Linked DNA regions of Mus musculus: region 1 is linked to region 2. A link is a contact called in public HiChIP or PLAC-seq data. All regions are on one chromosome and are shown on one strand. The core of a region is the stretch at or near the end of the contact, and the rest is flanking DNA. Distances in the headings are between cores, read along the strand shown. Region 1 has its middle 24 kb from the start of Gm30474. Region 2 has its middle 24 kb from the start of Gm41499.

Region 1 (6,726 bases), core at 3,384-5,883, 130 kb after region 2:
GTCTTAACTGAGAATGATGTATGTCCTTATAAAAGGAGGAAGGGGACAGACAGACACATGGGGAGACTAAGGTAGAGGCAGGGATATTGTATGTATAAGCCAAAGAAGCCCAAAGATGACCAATAAAACAAGCAGAGCTTGGGAGAAAGTTGTAGAACAGACTCCCTCCCTGCCATGGCCCTCAGCAGGAACATATTTATGGATAGCATCTTGGGCTCCCGAAACCATGTATTTCTATCCTAGGCCGTGGGGGCCAGGGTGGTTGCTCTACCTTTGTGGGTAGTCCCATCATTCCCTGTGTGTTCCTCCAAACTTACAAGGTTTGTGGTGGGGTGATCTGGCCTGACCACACTCACACTGGTTCACTGACTCCCTTCTTGGAGCTTCCCCCACCTGCATCCCAACACTTCACACACAGTGAATTCTGTGTTATTATTGTTACAGCAGCCCCTACAGCTCTTTCAGAAAATCCTTGCCTGAGAGCACTCATGTGGCCACAGACTCACCACTCATGGAGAGCTGGCAAGAGTGTCTTGTCCTCCTTGACCAAGGTGATGCAGCCCCACAGGGATATGACTTTATAAATTTCCGAAGGGGGGAGTTCTGTACACTCTTAGGGAAGTTTTGCAAGAATCAAAACTTGAGACTTGCTGGGTCCCTTGGAAGAATGAACATTGCCTCTGGAAGTTGCACTGTCTTCATGTGAGAAGCTAACCTGAGGTCTCCCTCTGTAGCCAGCATCATCAGAACAAATCTTCTCTGAGAGATGACTCTATGGCACCATGAACAACCTCTGCTAGAAATCAGTCTGTCTGTCCATCTCTCCAAGTTCTCCGCCATAATGGAAAATCTTCTGAGAAAGGCATTAGCCTGCTATGCATTTTTGAAGTGGTTATTTCCATTGTTTTTATTTACACGTGTGCATGCACATGTGTGCACCCGTGTCTGTGTGAACAAATCCCATGTGCACACATATGTTTGCAGTACTCAGGAACACCAGAAGATGCTGTTTGATCGCTGGAACTGGAGTTACAGGTGGCTGTGCACCACCTAAAATAGGTGCTGAGAACCAAACCTGGGTCCTCAGTAAGAGCAGCAAGGGCTCTTAGCTACAGAGCCAGCTCTCTAGCTCAGAGTACTTCTAGAAACACATTATAGATGACACTGTTTACGTCATCTATAACATTTTGACATAAAAGTAGACCATTTTTGATCTTATGAGCAGTTCTGAAATGACTTTCACTCTTGTCAGTTATAATTATTTATTTCCTCAGACCAAGTCCTTAAAAGTGAGATTATTTTAGGTCGAATTATATATTTCAAATCTTAAAAAATTCAGATATCCCATTTTCTCTAGCCTTTGAGAACAGTAAAAAAAAAAATGTGTGGATAAGATCAGTGCCTCAACCTACACATAAGCTATTACATTATTTCCTAATTTTTTTCAGGAGCAAAAGGTCCTTCATTGAAGGTCAACCACCTTTCTCATGAGAAAAATGTTCATTTGTTCTAAAGAGGGTTGTGGTGAGGATGGGGCTTCTCAAATTAGGTCTGCCTTCCTTTCTCTCTCTCTCTCTCTCTCTCTCTCTCTCTCTCTCTCTCTCTCTCTCTCTCTCTCTCTCTCTTTCTTCCCCTAAACAGAAAGAAAAAAATTTTTGATGATGTCAAGGGGTGCTAAGCTGAAAGAGTTCAAAGTGCCAAGGGTATTTAGCGGTCTCCCTGCCCCTGCATTCCCAAGCCATGCAATACAAGGAATAGTCTGAGAGCTGGCCGTGCACTTAATCCCACAGGAGCGGCCTTGGCAAGCTCCTCGGGATCGTTCTTGTAATCCTCAGAAGCTCACGGATTCCAGGAAGCCTCCATGCCTTTTGCAACCCAGGCTTGCCTCCCATGAATCTTCCTGACTCAGAGTTTGCAGCATTTGCTAATTTTCATAGAGCGTCACACAAATCCTCTACCACTGTCTACCCCTCAATCATAAAAGTGCCACTCGGATTTACAGCCCCCCCAAAGTCAACAGAGCCTCCCCTTGCAGGCACAGGGGAGAAGGATCTGGAACCACTTGATGGAGTGCACCTCATAACAGCAGGATAACAGCGTGCCACGTTGGTTGCCACAGCTCATCTGGGTTGAGGCTGCCTGGTCAGTGCTTGGATATCTTTGAAACAGAATCACATTCTTCAGGAGGTGGCGACTGTAACACAATAAACAGCAGCTGTTCCCAGGGCTTGGAAATAATACCTCAACATTCGCATAGTGTTTGGTGCCAAGAGTTAGGTCCCGTTATGGTTAAGGCCAACATAGAACTTCTAGGCAAATAAATACATGAGTAACAATGTCCTGTTAGGACTGGAGGGATGACTCGGAGCTTTAGAGCAACTGTTGTTCTTTCAAAGGATGTGAGTCGCCTCCCAATACTTGCATTGGTCGGTTTATAACTGCCCATAACTCCACTGGCATCTGACGCCCTCTTCTGGCCACAAGGGCACCTGCACACACATGCAGCACACACAGACACATAAATTAAAAGTAAATATAAAGGACTGGAGACATGACTCAATGGTTTAAAGCATTAGCAGTTCTTCCAGAGAACTCCAGTTCAATTCCCAGCACCCACCATCTAGAACTTCGTTTTCATTTCAGGGGAGCTGAGCCCCCTCTTCTGGTCTCCCCAGACAATGTACACACATGGTGCATACACACACATTCACACAAAATATTGAAATTAAATGTACATTGCTCCCATCAATTTCTTTACAGTCTTAATTTGTACATATTACCCAGGAATCTCACACACATGGAATTTTCCATTCTTTCCAATCTTTCTAACGAGCACTCCATCTCAGCATAGTCCTAAAAGCTTTCTAAAGACCCTTTTAAAGTAAAAGGCCAGAGCCTGTCTTGTTTATAAGACACCAGGATTCCAAGCTTCCAGAAAGCCCATATAAGTAACCCCAGAAATAGGTAGTGCATTTAATAGAAATCTGAGCTCATCAATTTTACATGATCCTCACACACTGAGTGTGGAATGCTGATGAGGATTTGATGTTGACAGGAGATTCATTTGCAAACACAAGTGGCTGGAGAGATGATTAAATCGGTGAATAGTTTGTCAATATCTATTTCATGTTAGCTCTCACTATCAAGACCAGTAGCTGTGGCTTTGATGACAATAATAAATAATAATTAGGATATGGCGCTGTTCTGGTTGCAAGCATACAACACTTTTTGTTATGGACCTAAAAAGATGTATATTAAGTTATATGTGTACTCCCAACCCTGACAGGCCAGCCTTAACGAACGTTTGAGGGAGTCATGAAATCCATATTGTCTTATGGTCCTTGGTGTGCAGAGATGGCTTCTGTCTTCTAGGATAAAGAGTACAGAAAGCTCGTGTTGTGCACACCTAGGTGACAGGGACAAGATGGGGTAGCTTTAGATCAAATACAACTGCTGGATGTCTGGCTTATTCCTCAATGAGGACTGGCACCAAGCCTGGGAGACAGTGCAGGAAGTCAAGTGTCCGCCTTGACAGCGTGAGGACCCAAGTTCAAGGACCCACGCTTAAAAAGGTGTGTGTGGTGGTGCATGCTTGTAATGCCAGCTCTGGGGAGGCGGTGACAGTTGGGTCCCTGGGGTTTGATGACCAGTTAGGGTGAGATTCTATCTCACAAAACGAGGTGGATGTACCTGAGAAGTGACCACAACCTTCTTGTTGACAAGCGAGGAGGTGAATTGAAGTGAAAGCATCCGAGGGGGCATCCCTGACATCACAGGGCACCGCAGAACATGCTACGTTCTCAGAGAGTCGATTCTCAAGTTCATGGTGCTTGTGCCGCTCACTAATCTCAGGGACCTTCAGTAGGATGGAGGATATTTGAAAGCAGAAATTGGATCTTTTGGGGTTGTGGCCAAGCCCCAACTTCTCCAGTTCTGAGGCATTACAATGCTTGGTGCTTTCCTTAGGATGTCACAGATGCTATTCTGCGGTCTTAGCTACATAAAGAGATAGGGCTTAATTATTTAACATGTCACTCTCAACCATTAAAATAGTGACTAGGCTCTTGCCAGAACAGATTCTATAAAATATCAAAATAAAGTCAATCTTTAAAAAAAGGGGGGGGGAACTATTCAAAAAGTTTGAAAAACTTGTGAGGAACATCAATAGTTCTACCTGCAAGTTTACTCCATGTAAACATTTTTAAGAAGATTCGTGCAGTGTCTAGTGTAGCCCAAGCCGACCTCAGGCTTACTGTATATACCCAAGGCTGATCTCGAGCTCTTGGGCCCCCAGCCTTTACCTATGGGTAGGCTGTTGGGATTGCAGTATGTGCCACCGCTCTGCTGCTGAGGTTTGAACCAACGTCCTGTACATGCTAGCCACGCACTGTAGAGGTAGCTACTGGGCTACCCACCTACCCACCCTCTCTCTTGTTTTGTTATGACACGTACCTCACACACCAAGGGCGTGGAGAGCCAATGGCTTTCCCCATACAATCATACTAAAAGCAAGTGTGTTTTGTAAACGTTTTATGGAAATTTGGGAAAGTGAAAACAGGCTCTTAACAGTTCCCCGCTGTCCAACAAGCAATGTCAATACTGCCATGAACGCCAGTGGCTCAATCAGTGTGAGTCAACTCTACCTCCCTCTCGGTGACTCGTACTTTTGTTATTTTTAGCAGGAGACATGCAACGCTGTATGGTTGGCTCACGTATTGAAGACGCGATTCTCAACTGCTGGTGCTATTTTAGGAGGTTCTGGAAACTTTAGATGTTGGGGAGGGGTAGCTGGAGGAAGTATGTCACAGAAAACATGTCTCTGTCTGCCTGCCTGTCTGTCTGTCTGTCTATGTCTATGTCTGTCTGTCTGTGTCTCTGTCTCTGTCTATCTCTGTCTCTATCTCTGTGTGTGTGTGTGTGCCTCTGTCTGACGCTGTGTGAGTCTTTATCTGTCTGTGTCCATCTCTATCTCTGTCTGTGACCCTGTGTCTGTGTGTGTGTGTGCCTATGTATCTGTGTCTACCTGTGTGTGCATATGTGTGTGTGTGTGTGTTTATCTATCTATAACTGTCTCTCCTTTATCGGCTATGACATGGCTATGTCCCTATCATTAGCTCCCACCTCTATGAAGTTCCTCCTTCTGCACAGACCCAGAGCGCACTGGGCCAAGGACCACAGTCTGAAATCTCTGAAAGCATGAGCAAAGCCACATCTTTCCTACTTTATTTTTGTCATAGCATTGAAATTGTAAATTAAACATACAAACAAGTCCTGAGTGTCTCTTTGCTGTTGCTGCCCCTTGGTTTTTGGCAGGGTTTTGTTTCTTTCGTGTCAAGATGAGGCTTTGCCAAGTTGATGTGTGCTTTGCATCCACAGGAGGCCTCTGCAGAAGCTGGAATACATACAGGACACTTTAAACGGAAGGGATACGATGGGTCCTTCTTAGAATCAGGAGACTTTGGTGTCACCAGTCACAGGGAACAAAGGGCAGGCCTGCATGGCATCTCTCCAGTTCACCAGAGGAAGGGGTGGGGTAGACCAGGTGTGACATCTTTCTGGTTCAGCAGGATCTTTGTGTGAATGTAATCTGACAACCTGGAATTTTGAGAATCAAGGGAAAGACGAGCCAATAGCTGATCACTCACACGTGCTTCTGGGGTCTTTAGGGCTCCGTGAGTCAGTTGTGCAATGCAGATCTAGGACTTAGGAGCTAGCGCATGGCCTGCTCCTTTTCTCCATGCTGCAGAAGCACATACGCAGCTCTGGGTGGGCTAGGGCTACAAGGGAACCCAGGAAAGGAGGCCCCTCCTCCTCAGAGTTCTCTCAACCATAGGTTACATAATCCACCCATTCATTCATTCATTCATTAGTCATCCAGCCAACACTGGCTGGAGCACCTGTGTAGTGCAGCCTCTGTCTTTGTACTGCCCCCCTTGCCTTCGAGGGCTGTGAAGCAAGTGTGTAATACCCTCCACACAGCTGTGGGAAAGGACAACAGGCAGCTGACAGGGCTCCACACCTGAAGCCAGCTTCCCAGGCGCTTGCCCAATTTTTCTTTGCCTTGTTTTGGTTTAAAACAGTGTTTCTCAGTAGAGGCCAACTCAAGCCTTCAGGACTACCATGCACAGGACAGCCCTACAGCAAAGAATAATCCAGACTGAAGAGTCTATGGGCTTTGATGTTTAGAAAGGCCACGTCAGAACCATTGTGGTGAGCGTGCCTGTAATCTCAGCACTTGGGAGGCTGCAGCAGGAGGATTGCTCTGAGTTTCAGGCCAATGTGGCCTATATAGGAAGATTCTTGCTTAGAAACACAAACATAAGAGAAAGAGAAGGAAGGAAAGAAGGAAGGAAGGGAGGGAGGGAGGGAGGGAGGGAGGGAGGAAGGAAGGGAGAGGGAGGGAGGAAGGGAGGGAGGAAGGAAGGGAGAGGGAGGGAGGAAGGGAGGGAGGGAGGAAGGGAGGGAGGGAGGAAGGGAGGAAGGGAGGGAGGAAGGGAGGAAGGGAGGAAGGGAGGAAGGGAGGAAGGGAGGAAGGGAGGAAGGGAGGAAGGGAGGAAGGGAGGAAGGGAGGAAGGGAGGAAGGGAGGAAGGGAGGAAGGGAGGAAGGGAGGAAAAAAAATCAAGAAAGTCAACTTGATTCTGAAAGGCTTCTTGGAGACCCCAGAGGATGATCCAGAACAGATTTTGTGGTAAAAAGATGGTTGCTCTCTTCTGAGCTGTTAGGTC
Region 2 (6,255 bases), core at 243-2,742:
TGGTTTAGAACTATGACAGCAAAGGGGCCGCTATGGGTTGTTTTTGAGGTTTTGTCAGTACCAGTATTCAAATCCCTACAGTCTCCTGTGGCCCTTCCCATCTTTCTAAGTTCGTGTCCCAGCTGGAGAGTCAAATTTGAAGGCAGGATATCCATAGTGTGGGTTAGTTGGCAGGTCTGAATTTGGCTGCTAGCTCCTGTGGGTCTCCAAAGGAAACAAGCAAGCTCACATAAGAAGCTTACAACAATATAAATTCTTGGATCTTGTCCTTGGGGAAAGCTCACTGTGACCACTAAAATGTCATGAAGAAATTCACTCACCTTTTCTGGCCTACAGGATGGTAACAAGGACCCTCAAGTATACAAGAATTTTCAAACCGCCTTTTCTTGTTTTGGTTTCATGAGATTTCTTAGCCCATTTATCATTTGTATAAAGGAAGGCTACTGATTCATGGGACTTAATTTTATATCTGGACACTTTGCTGAAGTTGTTTATCAGCAGTAGAAGTTCTCTGGTAGAATTTTGGGGGTTGCTTATGTATAATATCATACCATCTGCAAATAGTGATACCTTGACTACTTCTTTGCCAATTTGTATCCCCCTTGGTCTCCTTCTGTTGTGTTATTTCTCTAGCTAGAACTTCAAGTACTATATTGAATAGATATGGGGAGAGTGGGCAGCCTTGTCTTGTCCCTGATTTTAGTGGGATTGCTTCAAGCATCTCTCCATTTAGTTTGATATTGGCTGCAGCTTTGCTGTATATTACCTTTATTATGTTTAGATATGGGCCTTGAATTCCTGATCTCTCCAATACTTTTAACATGAAGAGGCGTTTTATTTTGTCAAATGCCTTTTCAGCATCTAATGAGATGATCATGTGGTTTTTTTTTTAATCCTTTGAGTTTGTTTATATAGTGGATTACATGGATTTTCGTACATTGAACCAACCTTGCCCTGGTATAAAGCCTACTTGATCATGGTGAATGATGGTTTTGATGCGTTTTTTAATTCAGTTTGTGAGAAATTTATTGAGTATTTTTGCATTGATATTCACAAGCAAAGTTCATGGGCGTTTCTGTGGGAGGCCTGACCTTCGCTCTCTCTACATGTCTCTCTCTATTCTTCCTCTCATCTCCTCTCCTCTCACCACCTTCTCTCCTTTATCCTTCATTCTCTTTCTCACCTCGCTCCCTCCCATCGTTCCTTTAATCCACCCAGAGAGCTCAATCCTCGTGCTAGGCACTGTGCCAGGTCTGGAAAACCTGGCTCTCCCTATACAGAAACTTACACCGGGGTGTGTATGTCCCAGGAATGCTAGGATGTTTGTGAAGCTACACCGCTGCCTTCCTGTAGCATCCTCAGCTCTAACGATTCCTGGAAGCTGAAACTGTTGAGTAGATTAGGAGAAAAAGAACAGCTTCCCCAGCTGCTCCCGCCGGTCCCTCACGACTGCTCCTGGCTTCTAAGCCACAGGGACCACTTGCTTGTGCTCACTCAGTCTTGTGACTCACACTGGAGTCACCGCTGACCCTGACCTATATGGAGGATGGTCATTTATTTACCCTTTGAAACTTGATCAGGTGGCCCATTAATTTTGCAACATTAATTCTAAGAGGAAATTAGATTCCAACCAGAGTCATTTGTCTTTTGAAAATAGAGCCACCAGAAGAGAACATCGATAATCACAATGTAATTTTCTGAGTTAGGAAGTGGCCAGAGCTTGGTGTCGAGGCTTCTGCACATCTAAGGGTTTCATGGCATTTTCTTAAATGAAAGAATTTGTTTTGAGACTTGAGGGGGAAAACCACTTCAAAGGGCCATTTCTCCCTAAGATGTAGCTGAGAGCTTCGTGTGCAAATGAAAAAGTCATCTACACATCGTTGGGGATTATACTTCTGCAGTACACTTGTTATCTCCCCGAGTCTACAGAGGCTGGGAGATGGCTTGGCTGGTGAAATAGTCACAGTACAAGAGCAATGAGAGGAGTTTCATTTCCAGAACCCACAGGTAAAAAGACAGGCATGGTAGCACATCCTTGTAACCCCAGCACGGAGGGAGTCAGGCAGATCCTTAAGACTCCCTGGTCAGTCACCTTCACCTACTGGGATGGAGTACCTCAGGTGCCAGTGAGAGATGCTATGTCAAAAGTGAGGTAGATGGCCTTCACTTAAGGAATAATACCTGAGGGTGACCTCTGGCCTTCACATACATTAGCCCCATGTAGACCTTCACACACACACACACACACACACACACACACACACACACACACACACACACATACACACACAGAGAGAGAGAGAGAGAGAGAGAGAGAGAGAGAGAGACAGAGACAGAGACAGAGACAGAGACAGAGACAGAGACAGAGACAGAGACAGAAACAAAGTCTAACTGATAAAGTATTCGAATACATAGAGCTGGTCACAGAACCCAGGAGGTCTATATCACCGAGTGATTCATTTAGCTACAGAAATCTTTCTTTTCAAGCTTGTTAATCTTCTCAAATCTGCTATGTCTTCAAAGATGATTGTTTTCTTCAAGGAAACATCTTCCTTAATAATCTAATCTATGAGTTCTGCCTTCCTGACCAGGTTATGGACTTCTAATTTAATTCTCCACACACCATGCCTTCTGTTGAAAATAAAGCGTTATTTACCTAACAATTTTTGGCCCAATTTATCTCTCTTTTTTAATACATATATCTCAGTTATATGTTTCCAAGATTAAAAAAAATATTACTTTATGACATTGCTACAGTGTTGAAGAAAAACTACAGCTGAAGGCCTATGTAAATATCTGGCTTTTATTTCTCTTCTTTTGCAAACAAACAAACAAACAAACAGAAAATGATGTAATTTTGGCATCTTTCTGGCACCTGGATATATATGTACATGGTCTTATTATGCTGAGACACTTCTGTAGGCATAGTCTTTGGATTTCATGAGAATGGAAGTTCTCTGCCAGTAGCCACAATGTACCTCATAAATATGTACAATTATTACAGGTGAAACAATGAGAAAAGGATGTATCAGTAAATGGAATTACAGTTCCCTGATTGGATCATTATACATTATGTACATGTACTAAAATATTAGTCTATATACCACTAATATGTACAATAAAGAGTAAAAATGAAATAAATTAAACTTACCTAAGTAGAGACTGAAAAGCCAATAGTTACCCTAAAAGTAAAATTTCTTGTAAAGACTTTTTTATTTAATCCAGCTTATCAAAAATATTACTACTCCAGCATGTAATCAATAATTAGATTGATGAAATATTATATGTATTTTTGTATACACAAAGTTCTTTGGACCTATTGTTTTAACTATGGCACATCATAAGCTAGATGATAAATTTCTACAAGAAAAATATTTTAAAAATGTTTATAATGTTCAAGTCATGATAAGAGGGAGTGGAGTTTCTGTGATCTAGCTGTATTACTTACGTTTCTGTTGCTGTAATGAGATGGCATGAGCAGAAGTAACACAAGGAGTGAGGATTTATTATGGCTTATGGTGCTGGTGGGATGGAATCCATCCTGACTGGCAGGCGTGGCAAGGCTGGTTTGGCTGGCAGAAGCTGGTTGATCACATTTTCATAAACATGCAGGAGGCAGGAAGGAGCAGGGAGCCGGGTTAGAGAGAAGCCCCCAAAGCCTGTCCCTAGTGATATGCTCCACCTCCCAAATGGTCCATAACCACCCAAAACAGTTCCACCAGCTGGGGACCAAGTGTACAAATGCCTGACCCTATGGGGGTCACTTCTCGAGCCACCACAAGGGCTCCATGCAATGAATCAGATTTAGATCTGGTTTTGTGATTGACACCATTGGGGTAGAGACTGTGCCTCAAACAATGAGCTAAGAAACAAAAGGACATTGGCGTTCAAAGTGACTTCTTCCTTAGAAACTGTTGTTAGGAATATTTTCTGACTACCCAACTCTATCTCTTAAAGCATGGACCAACTTTTTTATTTATTTTTTATTTGGGCAGGTCAAATGCTATTATTGTTCATTACCAGAGAATTAAGAGGTATAGCAGATGTCTATCATTTCAGATTCAGAGTCCACTAACTTTACTGCATGGCTTGAATTGTATAAGGGATTATGAGTCCCCCGTACAGACAGGAGGCTTCTGAGGAGTTTATTAAGCAAAATTCTAAGGACATATATACATTTATATTTTTCTCCTAAATCAACCAGACTTCAAACTTTCAGTCTTCCCATCTTGACCTCCTCAAGAATGTCTGGCCATTTCTAAAATTTTTACATACAAAGGTGGGAATAACCATAAAGTTATCCTTTCTGGAGAAGACTCTAGAAGAGAAAGCCTCTGTATCTTGCCTATGAACAAATCAGCATTTCCCTTAGAATATTCTTATCAGCACTAATTATTAATGATGAGCAGAAAGAAAGTCAGTCAAATCTGTCAATTATCCATTAAGAACAGATCCCAGGCATCTCCGTGCGTTTTGAATTTTCCCCTTTGGTCATCTATCAAGTATTAATGTTAGTTATACTACCATTTTACAAAAGACTTCCAAATAAGAATGTTTCCTTTATATTTAGTCAAAACACTGAAATACAGCAAGTCCTAAATGTTGGCAAATTACTATCCCATGAGTCTCTGGGAGTGAGAATGCTTAATTGGCGGTGCTGGCAGAAATATCTGGATAGATGCCATTTAACTTCTGTGGCAATTCCAACCTAATTTTTGCTATAGGAGAAAATGTGGCAGTTATTTTTAATTTGAAACATTAGAAATGCCAACTGTCAAAGGGCATAACCACACCTTCTCGAAATTGGTGACACAAGGCCGCGGCAGCACAAAGAGGCACTCCAAATATGAGCTCTACAATCGTGGTTTTGGCAACAGTGTCATGGCACAGTTGTTAGTGTCCCTACTTTAGCAGCAAAAGAAAAGGCTTCTCAGAGTAGGGAAAGGAATGTGCTAACTGTCATGGCAGGTTAGGAGAGTCTGACTTGGGCCCAGCCCCAAGCATCACGCGGGCCTTCTGAGGTTATTTGAACAAGCATGTTCTGGTTTGATTCACAGGAAAAGACTATCCTGGTGTTTTAGAGTAAAAAAAAAAAACAAAAACAAAAACAAAAACAAAAAAAACAAAACACGTGATATGAGCAAAGTTTTCTTCAAAATGTGTCCCATGAGCTGATATTTCAAATGATAAACACCATGGCTGTAAATCTCAGACCCTGAGTTCCTACATCGTCCCTGCCTACCCATGAATGTTGTGGATGCTGACTGTGCACAGGTTGAGGTGAGTGTTCTATGTCATCCTGTGCTCTTTCATCTGCTTCTACAAGTCACACAGACATGGCATTGTCCCACAACTGAAGGCATCAGGTGAAGAGCAGGCAGAGAGTGTGAAAAACAAGACAGGACGAGCTCCCTTCTAGAACAAACCCACTCAGGTTAGTAAAGCCCCTCCCACCACGATGGCCATTCCTGAAAGCAGAGCATCAAGAACGGAACCACCTCTCAACATTGTAGCACTGGATATTTGGGGATACACACCTACAACTAGAGCCATGATATAATAACTCATGTGAGTCAGTGGATTAATACCTAGTTAGGAGGGAACTTCCTTAGCACATCAGTAATATAAAAAGTACATGAACTGAACTGTTAAGATTTTGTTTTTCAGTTTTCCAAGGTGAAGTCAAGAACTTTCTGGAAATGCTGGAGAAAAAGTAACCCAATTATATTCCTAGCCTCCACTTCAGAGTCTGAAGGAGAAGATGGGACTTTGAGTTCTGCCCAGGTTTAAGAGGCATACCCCATCATTTTCCCCAGTGTGGAAGCTTAAAGAAATACATTAGTAATCTGCAGTTGGCTGATTTTAAGAACCACTCTTCTGGTTGGATGTTGGAAGGATTTTGACCTTATAGCATCTTCTGGTTTTGTTTACAGCCCCTGTAAAGATCCCGGAACTACTCTATTCCTTTACATACCAGTAAGTGTTTAAATTCTGAACAACATCTGGTCTTGTTCATAGATAATCAATAGGAGTATGTTTCTTTGAGCCACCTGAGCCAACCTTTCAGACACTGAGAGTTCACGTTGTGGAAGAGCTGTGTTGAAGACCTGCTCACGTGGCTGCAGATCATTAATGTTATTCTCCTAAATAAAAATGTAATAATACATTTTAAAAAAGAAAGATTTGGGGTTTTTTCCCTAATCAAAGAGACAAGTAACACTGGTAGTGAGATGGGGCTCGGGACACATTGAGTCA

Evidence for each region. HiChIP or PLAC-seq counts read pairs in DNA pulled down with a chosen protein or histone mark.
Region 1: a contact with region 2 is called in an HNF4G HiChIP or PLAC-seq map of pancreatic cancer cells. The contact joins two enhancer-like sites. A contact is called at or near these places in 4 of 484 Hi-C or Micro-C datasets (the HL-1 cell line, cortical neurons, muscle stem cells and 1 more) and 1 of 115 datasets of contacts at active chromatin or transcription factors (pancreatic cancer cells).

Annotation. Positions count from the first base shown.
Region 1 is chr16:93,105,173-93,111,898 of GRCm38.p6, forward strand. No RefSeq gene overlaps it. Among named protein-coding and RNA genes, the nearest start is that of Gm30474, 24 kb to the right of the region's middle. Within about 2 kb of position 4,634, at least 58 of the 459 cell types and tissues checked have an H3K27ac peak or open chromatin away from gene starts, as enhancers often do. A contact at or near this core is called in the HL-1 cell line and pancreatic cancer cells, where this site is marked.
Region 2 is chr16:92,978,314-92,984,568 of GRCm38.p6, forward strand. No RefSeq gene overlaps it. Among named protein-coding and RNA genes, the nearest start is that of Gm41499, 24 kb to the left of the region's middle. Within about 2 kb of position 1,493, at least 32 of the 459 cell types and tissues checked have an H3K27ac peak or open chromatin away from gene starts, as enhancers often do. A contact at or near this core is called in the HL-1 cell line and pancreatic cancer cells, where this site is marked.